Linked DNA regions of Sus scrofa: region 2 is linked to region 1. Evidence: chromatin contacts called from public HiChIP or PLAC-seq data. All regions are on one chromosome and are shown on one strand. The core of a region is the stretch at or near the end of the contact, and the rest is flanking DNA. Distances in the headings are between cores, read along the strand shown. Region 1 holds the start of CCDC40 (coiled-coil domain-containing protein 40). Region 2 holds the start of CBX8 (chromobox 8).

Evidence for each region. HiChIP or PLAC-seq counts read pairs in DNA pulled down with a chosen protein or histone mark.
Region 2: a contact with region 1 is called in an H3K27ac HiChIP or PLAC-seq map of skeletal muscle. The contact joins the promoter of CBX8 here to the promoter of CCDC40 in region 1. A contact is called at or near these places in 1 of 5 promoter capture datasets (liver) and 2 of 2 datasets of contacts at active chromatin or transcription factors (alveolar macrophages and skeletal muscle).

What each region holds. Positions count from the first base shown.
Region 1 is chr12:2,380,308-2,386,092 of Sscrofa11.1, forward strand. CCDC40 (coiled-coil domain-containing protein 40) reads right to left here and starts at 3,759. Exons shown (of 20, transcript XM_021066502.1): 1 at 3,500-3,759; 2 at 1,071-1,131; 3 at 215-648. The coding sequence starts at 229. It overlaps TBC1D16 (TBC1 domain family member 16), which reads left to right and starts at 3,854. Exons shown (of 13, transcript XM_003131144.4): 1 at 3,854-3,937.
Region 2 is chr12:2,560,385-2,566,435 of Sscrofa11.1, forward strand. It overlaps CBX8 (chromobox 8), which reads left to right and starts at 2,035. Exons shown (of 5, transcript NM_001244499.1): 1 at 2,035-2,169; 2 at 2,541-2,584; 3 at 2,770-2,835; 4 at 2,963-3,029; 5 at 3,502-4,651. The coding sequence starts at 2,101. The coding sequence ends at 4,395.

The DNA of each region.
Region 1 (5,785 bases), core at 2,509-5,008:
ACGAGGACATGTTCCCAACTTGGCTTTGGGGACACCGAAGTGGGTTCCAGAAACTCTGGCACGTGATGGTGGATCCTGAGACCTGAGTCTGCTAAGGCGTTTCCAGCAGGGCTTGCAGTATGAATTGTTTACAGTGTGCTCTGAGTTCCTCACATAGGGTGGCGAGTCAAACGAGCAGTAAAGCAGAATGTAAAGCAAACCCCTGGCTACTTACTGACTCCTGGTCCATTTGCTCAGATGAGCCTGGCACTTGCTGGGAGAGCTCTGTGGAGATGACCCCCGCTCCTCTGGATGTGGATGAGCGTGGGGCCGCTCCGTCTTCGAGATGAGATTTCTTCCTTGCTCTTTCAGGCGGGTATGGGGGGCCGACTCCATCTCCGGGCACCTCCCCAGGACCGAAGCTTGAGAAGCCAGATCTGAAGAACTGACTTTCCCTCCAGGGGCCATGCCTTCCATATCAGATTCTAATTTCCCCTCAGATTCAAATTCCTCTTCCGAATCCATTACCCCTTGGATTTCAGCTTCATCGTCTTCACCCTCCCCCTGGGCTGTGACTTCCCCGTCATTTTCAATTTCCCTTCTGGAATGCTCTGTAGGACCCTCAGCTTCTTCATTTCTCTGGTCGCTGCTTTCCTCTACTGCTGATACCTGCAGGCATGTAGCAGGAGAAAAGGCAGGAAAGAAAAGTACAAAGGCTTTTGTGAGGTTTTATTCTTAGCAGGGTAATTATACTAAAGGGAAAACTGCATCTACATTTTCTGAGCATCGCTGAAAGATGCTTCATGCTTTAATTTGTCTGTTGTCTGTTTTTTGTCATCATTTTGCATCCTTCCTTGCAGGAAATGAGCTCTGGAAAACGGGGCGCTCTAAAAGTATGATAGCCCTGGCATTCCCGGGAGCCACCAACACTACAGAGTGAGTTGGAAGGAAACTGAGTTTCTCTGCAACTGAACTGAGTCTGTTCTAGAGCAAGGCCATAGGATCTTTGTACACTTTTCTTGAGCAAGTCCGAACTCTCTTTAATTCCTGTACATACAGCCCAGAATAACTCATCCCAGAAGGCACTTTACCCCGTCCCTTGCATTATTCTGGTCCTCTTCTTCAGAAGATGATTCACCTTCCAGATGAGACCTGGTGGCAGATAAACAATTGAACAGTTTCAAATAACATCTTTCTTTTTCTCAGCATTTATCACCTCCTTGATGTCTGCATATCTATTTACTTGTTAATTATCTGCCTTCACTCTAGGCTGTCAGCCGTGACTTTGTCATGTTTGTCACTAAAACTAGCACCAGATCATGCCTGTCGTGTGGTAGGAGTGGCACAAAAGTGCTGCTCCAGGGATGAATGAAAAATACAACTAGTCAAACATTAAAGGAACAGCACGAAGAGATTACTCCAGAAAAGTCACCTTAAATACGCTTGTGTCTGGGACGAAAGGGGAGAAAATAAACACAAAATAAGAGAAAACTGCACAAAAAGGACATACTCTAGAAACTCTTGGTTAGTGTCCCCATGATTTAGATATGTACAAGAATGTCACTTTTTTTTTTTTTTTTTTTTTTTTTTTGTCTTTTCTAGGGCTGCACCCTTGGCATATGGAGGTTCCCAGGCTAGGGGTCGAATTGGAGCTGTAGCCGCCGGCCTACACCAGAGTCACAGCAATGAGGGATCCGAGCCGCATCTGCGACCTACACCACAGCTCAAGGAAACGTCGGATCCTTAAGCCACTGAGCGAGGCCAGGCATTGAACCCGCAACGTCATGGTTCCTAGTCGGACTCATTAACAACTGAGCCACAACGGGAACTCCAAGAATGTCACGTTCTTAAAATTGTTTTGTTTTTTCTAATTAGAAAAAAAACCTGTATTTTTATTTATTTATTACTTATTGTCTTTTTGCTATTTCTTTGGGCCGCTCCCGCGGCATATGGAGGTTCCCAGGCTAGGGGTCGAATCGGAGCTGTAGCCGCCGAGCCGCCGGCCTACGCCAGAGCCACAGCAACGCGGGATCCGAGCCGGGTCTGCAACCTACACCACAGCTCACGGCAACGCCGGATCGTTAACCCACTGAGCAAGGGCAGGGACCGAACCCGCAACCTCATGGTTCCTAGTCAGATTCGTTAACCACTGCGCCAGGACGGGAACTCCAAAAAACTGTATTTTTAAAAAGTCAAGTTAATACAGAAATGTGACATGGACAAAGAAAACCCCCTGTGACTTCTCTCCTTCTCAGTAGTAATAGTAAGAGATTGAAGAGACTATTCTTTCAAATATTTTTCTATGCATTTAATCCCACCCACTCACCCAAATTAGAAATCACACTATATACACTGTTTTGCATTTAGTCTAATCTGGACTTTTTTCCATGTCAGTACATGCAGACCTAGCTTTAAAAAAATGAAACAGTACAGAAGTGTTCAATGTAAAAGGTCAAGTTCTTTAAAATAGTTTCTATGCTTTTAACAAAGCTTAAAAGAGCGAAGGCCTGATGGCAGTATCTTTACCAGACTACGGTCTGTCCTCAAGGCATTCATGGGGGGCTGCCTGACCATAGGGACCCTGGCTCAACCCCTGCCACCCCCAGACTTAGTGAGGGGGAGGGAGGCTGGGGCTGGGCTGGGGTCCCTCTCTCTCCCTCCGCCTCTCTTTCTCTCTGGCAGCTCCCCGCAGGGGCAGCATCCAGTACAGAGACCCCTGCTCTCAGGGCTCTGCATCAGGGACAGCCAAGCATAGTGGTTGCCATGGTTACCGCGGGCCGAGCAAGTTCCCGGTTTCAGAAAAGGGAGGGTACGGGAGAGGACAAAGGGACGGGAGGTGAGAAGGAAGAAGGGCGCACAGGGATATGGAGGTGGCCAGGGAGGACGGGAAAACCCCCGAGTGTGGGGATGGCAGGGGCAGAAGAGGAGGGAAAGGGGCATGAAAAGGAAGGGGCGCCTAGGGGGCTGTGGGAAGGCGGAGGCGTGGGAGCCGCTCCGAGACTTGAGGTTTCTCAGCCTACCTACCCGCCGGCCGAGTCGCCCTGCTCCGCCATTTCCCGTTGCTAGGCGACGCCATCAACATCCGGCGGGCGAGGACCACGCGCCGGGCGTGTTAGGCGGGCGGCCTTTGTGCCATTTACGTGCATTAGAAACACAGAACATCTAAATACGTAACTATATTAAAGCATAAACATGCATTTTCTCCATCTCTAAGTCCGAACTCTATTCCATCTGGCTCAATTTCTGTAAAGCGACAACCGTGTCAAGGTTCGTCCACCTTGCCTCTGCGCCCCAGGGGACCTGGGACGGCTAAGTGCCCTGAGCGTGACAGGAGGAGGTGAAAGCGCGAGGGTCTCCGGAGCCAGCTGCATCTTTGGGGACCGAGAACCCTGCTTAGTGCCCGCCCGTCCATCTCCAGACCTGGGGGGGCTCAACACCCCCTTCCTGGGGGTCCTGCAAAGAATGCTTGGCGAAAGAGGGATGCCCTGTGGCCTCCTGATTGGGGTTGTTCTCTTCCTACCTTAAAACGGGAAGAACAAACGCAGGGGCTGGGACCGAGAAGGCGAGCGCGCACGTGGAGCGTCCCAGGGGTCCTGCCTTCACGTTCGCGGCAGAGACCAGGGACCGGAGGCCGTGGCTGGAGGCTCGGCTCGTAAAGGAATAGGGTGGCCGGGCCGGCGCCTGGTGTGGGAAGACGGAAGGTGGCTAGGGCAGTGCCGCGGCCAGGGTGGGCCGGGGGACTCGCCTCGGGCCGGGTTGGGAGTTGGGTGGGAGAGCGGGGGGGGGCGGCCTAGCTGGACTGGGGGCCGGGTTTGGGCAGTGCTGGGCTAGGGGGCGGGCCGGGGGCCGGGCCTCGCCGGGTGTCCCCGCCCAACCGCGCCTCACTGGCGGCGGCGGCAGTGGCGGCGGCGGCGGCTCCGGGAGCCGGCGCGAATCCGGCCCCCGCTGCGGGACCCGGGTGGGTATCGGGGGCCGGCCAGGGGCCGCGGGGGCGGGGTCCGAGGGGCCCGCAGGGGATCAGGCGGCGCCCCTGGGCTGGACCGGGTGGGGGCGCGCGGGGCGCGTGGGCCTGCTGCCGCGGGGCCCGGGAGGGGCCAAGGTCCGGCCGCAGCCCGGAGAGGTGGGCTGGAGTAGGAGCAGGGCGGGCGAGAGCACCTCAGATCACTCGGGGATCTCCCTGGGGTTCCCCACCACGGCGGGTGCAGGCGCCCCGGGCCGGGAGTGGGCCTAATTCTGGGAGACTCCGTCTCCGCCTGTCTGGAGCCTTGGACCCGAGAACTTGCGGTCTTTGTCTGGCTGGATCGTTAGAGCACGCGAATGAGAACTTGTAGGGGGCCGCCGTTTGCTAACACAGGCCCCCCAAAGTGTGCATTCCACCCCCCCAGCGCGCGCGCGCTCTTGGCATTCCCGGCCTCGGGTTGGCAGCCTGGCTGTTTTAAGAGTCTCATGTCAGGAAACTCACTTCCTTTAGGCCCAGGCTCTTCCTCCTGCTTTCGTAAAAAAAGAAAAAAGAAAAGAAAAAGAAAAAAAAAAGGCAATTTAAGATTGCTAAATATAACCTAGTAACGCTGCCAGAAGCCAGTGAATCTTGAAATCCTGTTATTCCCACACTCGGAAGTTGGTGTCATATGTTGGCCACAATCTAGTTCAGATTCTATTCAGAAATAGAAAACGACATAATACATTCTCTTTCCTTACTGTGAGGTTTGTTTTACTGCCACCTTAAGTTCATAGGAGAAGTTGGGCTGGTCTGCCAGCCCCTGTGACTGGTCCCACTGACCTTTTTTTTTTTACCACCTGAAGGCACCAATTTCTGCATCCAGAAAGAAGAGGGAAATGGTTCTCAAAACAGTCATGTGATGGAGCATTTGTCAGAGGGCAGGTGCAAAGGCCCAGGTTGGAGAATTCCATTCCAAGTCTGTCACAGATTGATTAGAGAACTCAAAAAAAAAAAAAAAAAAAAAAATCTGTGTACTGGTTTTAGAAATTCCTCATTAGAAACATTAATGTTTAAATGCTTAGAGAACATGTGTAGGTTGCAGATGCAGCTCAGATCCTGCATTGCTGTGGCTGTGGTGTAGGCCGGCAGCTGTAGCTCTGATTCAACCCCTAGTCTGGGAACCTCCATGTGCCAAAAGCCAGTGCAGCCCTAAAAAGCAAAAAAAAAAAAAAAAAAAAAAGATTAGAGAACATTAAACACTTTTAAGAACCAGGAAAACATTTGCAAAAAAGAATTATTAAGGTGAGGAATGCCTTTTCGTATTAACTGTGAAGCTCATTGATGGCCATCCATAGTACTGGAAGGCACCTTCTCTGCTAGTGAGCTTAGCCGGTAGAGTGTTTATGGTGAGCAGTCTCAGAATATCAGTGGAATTTTTTAATCCTCAGCCATGATGGTTGTCATGTAAATAGCTTTTGATTATCATGCATGAATTCACTTAGCCCACTAAACAAACTCATACAGTTAGGACTGAGGGATCCCCATTTTGTAGATGGAAGCACTGACACTTAGAGAAGTAAATTCCCCAAGTTCATGCAGCTGGGAGTGACAGAACTAGAAGCCCTGAGCCCTGGATGCTCCAGCTCCAGAAAACCACTGGACCACACTGCCGACCCTCTTGTAATGGGACCCTGTCATTCGTATGCACACACTCTTCCTGCCCCCCTTTTTGCAGACAAAATAACATGGTTCACTCTGCCAAGCGATTCATAAACATGCCAGAGACTGGAATCTAATCCATGTCCCCACTAACTGTTAATATCAGTTCCGTTTAGTCTAAAGAGCCCCCAGCCCTCAGTGTTAAGG
Region 2 (6,051 bases), core at 785-3,284, 180 kb after region 1:
CCAAACTGTTGGAAAGTATTTAAGCTTAAACAGAAACAGCTGTATCGCTGGCACCGGCCAACGAAACTATTTGTTACCGGGAATGACTTTTTATGATTAAGGACGCGGCCGTCGGCGGCCTCTCGTAGGCAGCCCACGCGGGTCGCGGGGCCGATCTGGGCGTCGCCAACTTGCAGTTCGTTAAGACTGAAGGCCAGAGAGATGAGACTGGTCACCCACTACCCACTTTGTAAAGTTTGAGCAAGGCCCCAAACTGGAACCCTGCCTTTCCAGGGGCGGGGAGCGGGAGGGAGGGCCGGCTGAGAGCCGCGCCTGTCCCACGCGTCCAGGACCGCGCCGCGCCCGCCGCGCACCTAACGTTGGACAGGAGGCCAGTTTTCCGCTCTGGGCTCCCTGCCCTTTCGAGTCAGACTCCTTGGCTCGCCTTTTCTGTTCTCTCTCTCTTTCTTTTTTTCTCCCATCACATCCCTCTCCAAGGGAAACTGCTTCCAGCCAAGTTTATCACCGATATTTTAACTAAGTCGTGGGTTCTGAGGAGTGGGTGCTGTTACTTTCAGCTTTGGCGGTAAGAGAAAGGGTAGAGGATTGCTGGGCCCGGACTTGGGCGCTGTCCCCGTCGCCACCCCAGCCATGGGTCACCGCCAACTGAGCAGGAGCGTGTGTTTGCATGTGTGCACACGCGAGGCATCCGGAGCCGGGTCCTCATCCCCTTTCCTGGGCCCTACCATCTTTACTTCTCTTCCTCAACCCGTACTGGACACGGCATCGCTCCCCGGGTATTCTCCGGGAGTGTCTGCCACGCACGTCGGGAAGAGCCATGAACAGGAAGTGCGCGGTGCAGGCCCAGCCAGTTGCCTGGGTCTGGAGGAAGCGGGACGCTCCCCCAGCCGCGCCCCTCAACCCCAGCCAAGCTCCAGACCCTGCCTTGGTGGTGGTCCACGCCCTCCCCCAACACACCCAGGGCTCTCTTGGGCAGGAGGCGGCTGGGCTGGGGCTGGAGACACTTGGGGCCGGGGCCTGGCGGGGACGAGCTGCGCGTGCTGGCGGCAGGGGCAGGTGGCTGCAGGCGTCGCGGACTTGTCGGGGGATGGTGGTGGCAGGAAGAAGAAGCGCGCTGTCCCCCACGGAATCCCGGAGCGCGAAAGGCTCAGGCGGCGACAGCGGGCCCCCACTGGGTCTGCGTTCGGCTTCCGAGCTGGGGGCGAACGCCCAAGCCCTGCCCAGCTTGCAGGGCCCGGAGGGTGGCCGAGGGCAGGGTTGCGCGACAGGAGGAGACACAGGCACATTGATTTGTTAGCGGGATGGGGCTGGCGGCGGCAGGGGAGGCCGTTGCCATGGAGACCGAGGGTCGGGTGTGCAACTCCAGGGGAGGGGGCTAGGAGGGAGAGCTGGCGAGGAGCTCGTTGTTGGCTCTCGGGGTTCGGGCGCGGCCCGCGGCGCCCCAGCACCTGTGCATTGTGCATTGTGCAGCCCTGGCGGCCGCAGAGGGAGGAGGACCGCGCGAGTCCTAGAGGTGGGGGTGGGGCGGGCCGGGGTCGCCGAGGGGGTGGGGCTTGGCCGACACGGCCGCGGGGGTCCCAGCGAGAGCGTGGGGGACGCAGAGCACCGGAGAGACATCCTGGCGGCAGGGGAGGGGGCCACGGCGGGGACAGAGGGTGGACGGCCCCCCTGCCAGCCCAGCAGACTGACAGCGGCCGAGCCCGCCCTCCCCGCAACGTCACTTCCGGCGGCGGCCCCCACCTCCTCGCGCTCAGTCTCAGGAGTCGCCTTGGACTCCGCCCCCTGGCGATTGGAACGCGGGTCACGTAGCAACGCGGGGGAGAAAGCGAGAGAGGCGTGGCCCGGGGCTCGCCCAATCAGAGCGCGGGAGAGCTGGCCCTGGCCGCTCGGCTTTAGCAACGTCGTTAGCAACACGTGGGGCGGGAGGAAGCGCGGGGCCGGCGGGGAGGAGGGAGCGGAGCGCGGGAGGGGGCGGGGAGGGAGCGAGCGCGCGGGAGGGGGAGGAGAACTGACGTCAGCGGGAGAGTATTATGGTCTGTCGTGCGCTGGCTGCTGCTTTTCTGCTCCTGGAAGCGGCCAAGGGGGAAGCGGCGAGTCAACATGGAGCTTTCAGCGGTGGGGGAGCGGGTGTTCGCGGCCGAAGCCCTCCTGAAGAGGCGCATACGGAAAGTAGGTGCCCCAAGGCCTTGGGCCGAGCCCTCCCCTCCCGGTCCGGGTTCCCTCCTCCTGCTGCAGCCCAGCTTCCCTTCCCCCAGGTCCCAGCAGCGGCCGCGGCCGTGGCGGCGGCTCTGAGCTCAAGCGCTTTCCTTAGACTTGCAGCGATGCACAGATTGCATGGGTGGGGGGCGGGGTGGGGGGAATGAATACCGGTGCATGCACTTTGTGCAGCGTTTCGTGCAGGGGGTGATGCACCGAGCGCGTGCCTTTCGCGTTGGGATTTCGCGCATTCATTCGGTGCATGCATTTTTTGCATGTATTTCTATGTTCTCGTCATGCATTTTTCTCCGTGCACACACACATTTTCCTTTTTGCATCCGCAGGGACGCATGGAATACCTTGTGAAATGGAAGGGCTGGTCGCAGAAGTAAGTAGGTTCTGTGCAGTTCTGAACCCCAGACTGTTATTCGGAAGCTTTCTTTCTTCCTCTTTTCCCCTTTACATTGAAATACAATACAATGCAACAAGAAAAGTTAGACATGCATACACACCCTCCACTTGCTCTTTCCCTGCTCCTGGGACTGACGCCCACTTCTTCCTGATTCCCTTTAGGTACAGCACATGGGAACCTGAAGAAAACATCCTGGACGCTCGCCTGCTTGCCGCCTTTGAGGAAAGGTACAGGCCCTTCCCAGCTTCAGCTCTTCACTTAGGAACACGAAGGGTGGTTCCCATCTGGCCTGAACTGGAGGCCCAGTTGACTTCTTTACTCACACACCCCTTTCTCCCTCCTTTCTTTCTGCAGGGAACGAGAGATGGAGCTCTACGGCCCCAAAAAGCGAGGACCCAAACCCAAAACCTTCCTGCTCAAGGTAGGATGGCAGTGTCCAATGGGTGGGCAGCAATGTTGTTGTGTCAGTTTGTGGGAAGGGGGTCCTGGGAGCTTGTGAGCCAATGGGGTGTCCTATGTGTACCGTATTTGTAATCTAGGAGGAAGTCCCCAGACAAGCTGTCATCAGGTCAGTAGCACCCCTAAGGGGTGTCTTGGCAGGAGTTGCTTAGCCACACTAGAATTTCCTTATGGGACCCCCTCCCCCCAACCATTCTAAATAGGCTTATAGTCATATACAAGAAGGGTGCTTGGTGCACATGGCTGCTTCCAGAGAAATTCTCTACCCCTTTGTCCATAGTGCTATTCCTAAGCTTCACCCCCAGCCAGACAGAAATTTTAAGGCATCAGAGAGTGACGCAGGGAGGCTGAGACTGGAAGAGGGGTGGGGGAGGAGGGGGCAGTGGACATGACCAACCCTACGCTACTCTTGACACTGCCTTCTCTTATCACAGGCCCAGGCCAAGGCAAAGGCCAAAACTTATGAGTTCCGAAGTGACTCAGCCAGAGGCATTCGGATCCCCTACCCCGGCCGCTCGCCTCAGGAACTGGCCTCTACTTCCCGGGCCCGTGAGGGCCTTCGGAACATGGGTCTTTCCCCGCCAGGGAGCAGCAGCAGCACCAGCAGCACCTGTCGAGTGGAGCCCCCTCGGGACCGTGAGCGGGACCGTGAGCGTGAGAGGGAGAGAGAACGAGAGCGTGAGCGCGATCGTGATCGGGGCACCAGCCGTGCAGACGACAAACCCAGCTCACCAGGTGACAGCTCCAAGAAACGAGGTCCCAAGCCCCGGAAGGAACTCCTGGACCCTTCGCAGAGGCCCTTGGGAGAACCCAGTGATGGCCTCGGAGATTACCTCAAGGGCAGGAAGCTGGACGATGCTGCTTCCGGGGCAGGAAAGTTCCCAGCTGGCCACAGCGTGATCCAGCTGGCTCGAAGGCAGGACTCGGACCTGGCCCAGTGTGGTGTGGCCAGCCCCAGCCCAGCTGAGGCCACAGGCAAGCTTGCTGTGGACACCTTTCCAGCCAGGGTCATAAAGCACAGGGCCACCTTCCTGGAGGCCAAAGGCCAGGGCACCCTGGACCCTGGTGGCCCCCGGGTCCGGCATGGCTCAGGCACCACTGGCTCTGTAGGGGGCTTGTATCGGGACATGGGGGCCCAAGGGGGAAGGCCCTCTCTCATCGCCAGGATTCCAGTGGCCAGAATCCTGGGGGACCCAGAGGAAGAATCCTGGAGCCCCTCTCTGACCAACCTGGAGAAGGTGGTGGTCACCGACGTGACCTCAAACTTTTTGACCGTCACCATTAAGGAAAGTAACACGGACCAAGGCTTTTTTAAAGAGAAAAGATGAATTGCTGGGCAGGTGATCCCAGGACAAGAGAGCAGGCGAGAGAGTGAGAGTGCAAACTTGGCATAATGCTTTTTTCTGGGTGGGAGGCGGCCTTCTGGCTGGTCCTGTCCTGTCCCTACCTTCACACACACACACACACCCTTTCATCTCTCCCCCCTCAGTTTTGGTTGGAAAGATTATCTCTAGAGTTATATTTTCTATTAGATGTAAATATGTTATTTAAGAAAAAATATCTAAATATATATATTTCAACTCTTGAAGTTGTTTTATTTAAACGAGGAGAGAAAGAGAGACTCATTGTGGTTTAGCTGGGGCAGACAGGCTGAGTTGGGGCAGGAGGGGCCGGACAGCCACCCTGGGGACTAGGCAGGATGGAAACCTGGGCACTGGGCCTCTGATGGTGTCTGGAGGGACTCAGTCTGCCCACCTCACCCCTCCTCCCTTTTCCTACAGCCCCACTGCTGACCCATGGAACCTAGGCAGGACCCGGATTTTTTCTCTCTTCCCATTGGTTGGCCAGGCCAACAAAAGGTTGGCTCCCCAATCAGAAAGAAAAGGGGTGGGATCAGTCTTTTTCTTTTTCCTTTTTTTTTTTTTTTTTTTTTTTTTTTTTTTTTAGATTAAGAAATCTGTTAGGGGGGAAAAAGTATTAACTTGCATAACTTTTGTGTGTGTGTGTGAGGCTGAAGGTAAAAAGTTGCGGGTGGATGGGGAGCAGCGGACTTCCCCCAGGACCACACCAGGAAATGCACTTTACGGGAGGTGTGTGTGTTGTACATGCAGATCGGCTCGTGCGTATGTCATGTGGACAAAATCTCCCAGTTCCCTCGATTCCTTTCCTTACTCCACAGAAAGAAAAGAAATCCTGCGAATCTGTTTACATTCCCGAAATGCCAGGATAAATTGGGAGGATTGCATGTCAGTGCCCAGAGTTCGAGACAGTTGTTGTTTTACAAGAAAAGTGTTCGGGGGTGGACTTTTCCTTTTCGCGTCCTCTAGCTTCGCCAGAAGAGACTGTGGCCCCCACCTCCCAGGAAGAGTTGGACTAGCCTCCCTCCCTCGGGGAGGGCGGGCCGCCAGCTCGCACGGCCAGACAGGCCCACACGGCGGGACCCACGGAGGGAGGCGCGGCTGGGAGCGGGGGCTTCGCACCCAGGCGGTTGTCGCGGCCTGGCTGGGAGTGCGGTGGAGGGTCTGGGCTCGGGGCTCGGAGCTGGGCAGGACGTGCATCCCGGGGGCTTCGGCCCGGCGAGGGGAGGGAGGCGCCAGGCGAGGTTTCCATCCAAGAGTGCGCATCAGAACTTTTTCCTTTTTACCCCTCTTCTTAAAAGCTAAAGCTATAATTTATAGGCCTTTTCGATTCGCGGAGTGTTCTCTATTTGAACTCGACATTCAAACTCCGCCAGAGGGGGAGGGAGGAGCGGGGGCTGGAGAAGAGAGGGGCCGGCGCGGCCGGGGAGGCCTTGCGCGGCGGCGGGTCCCGGGACGCCCCCGCCTGGGCCGACTCGTGACCACGCAGCGCTCCCAGGACGCTGAACGCGCGCCCCTCTTTTGACTCAAAAGCACAAGTCTGTCCCCCTCACATCCCTGTCCCTTCGAGTAACTCAGCCTGCGGCCTCCCCGCCCTTCCCTACCCTTAAAGGGCCAGCGAAGATC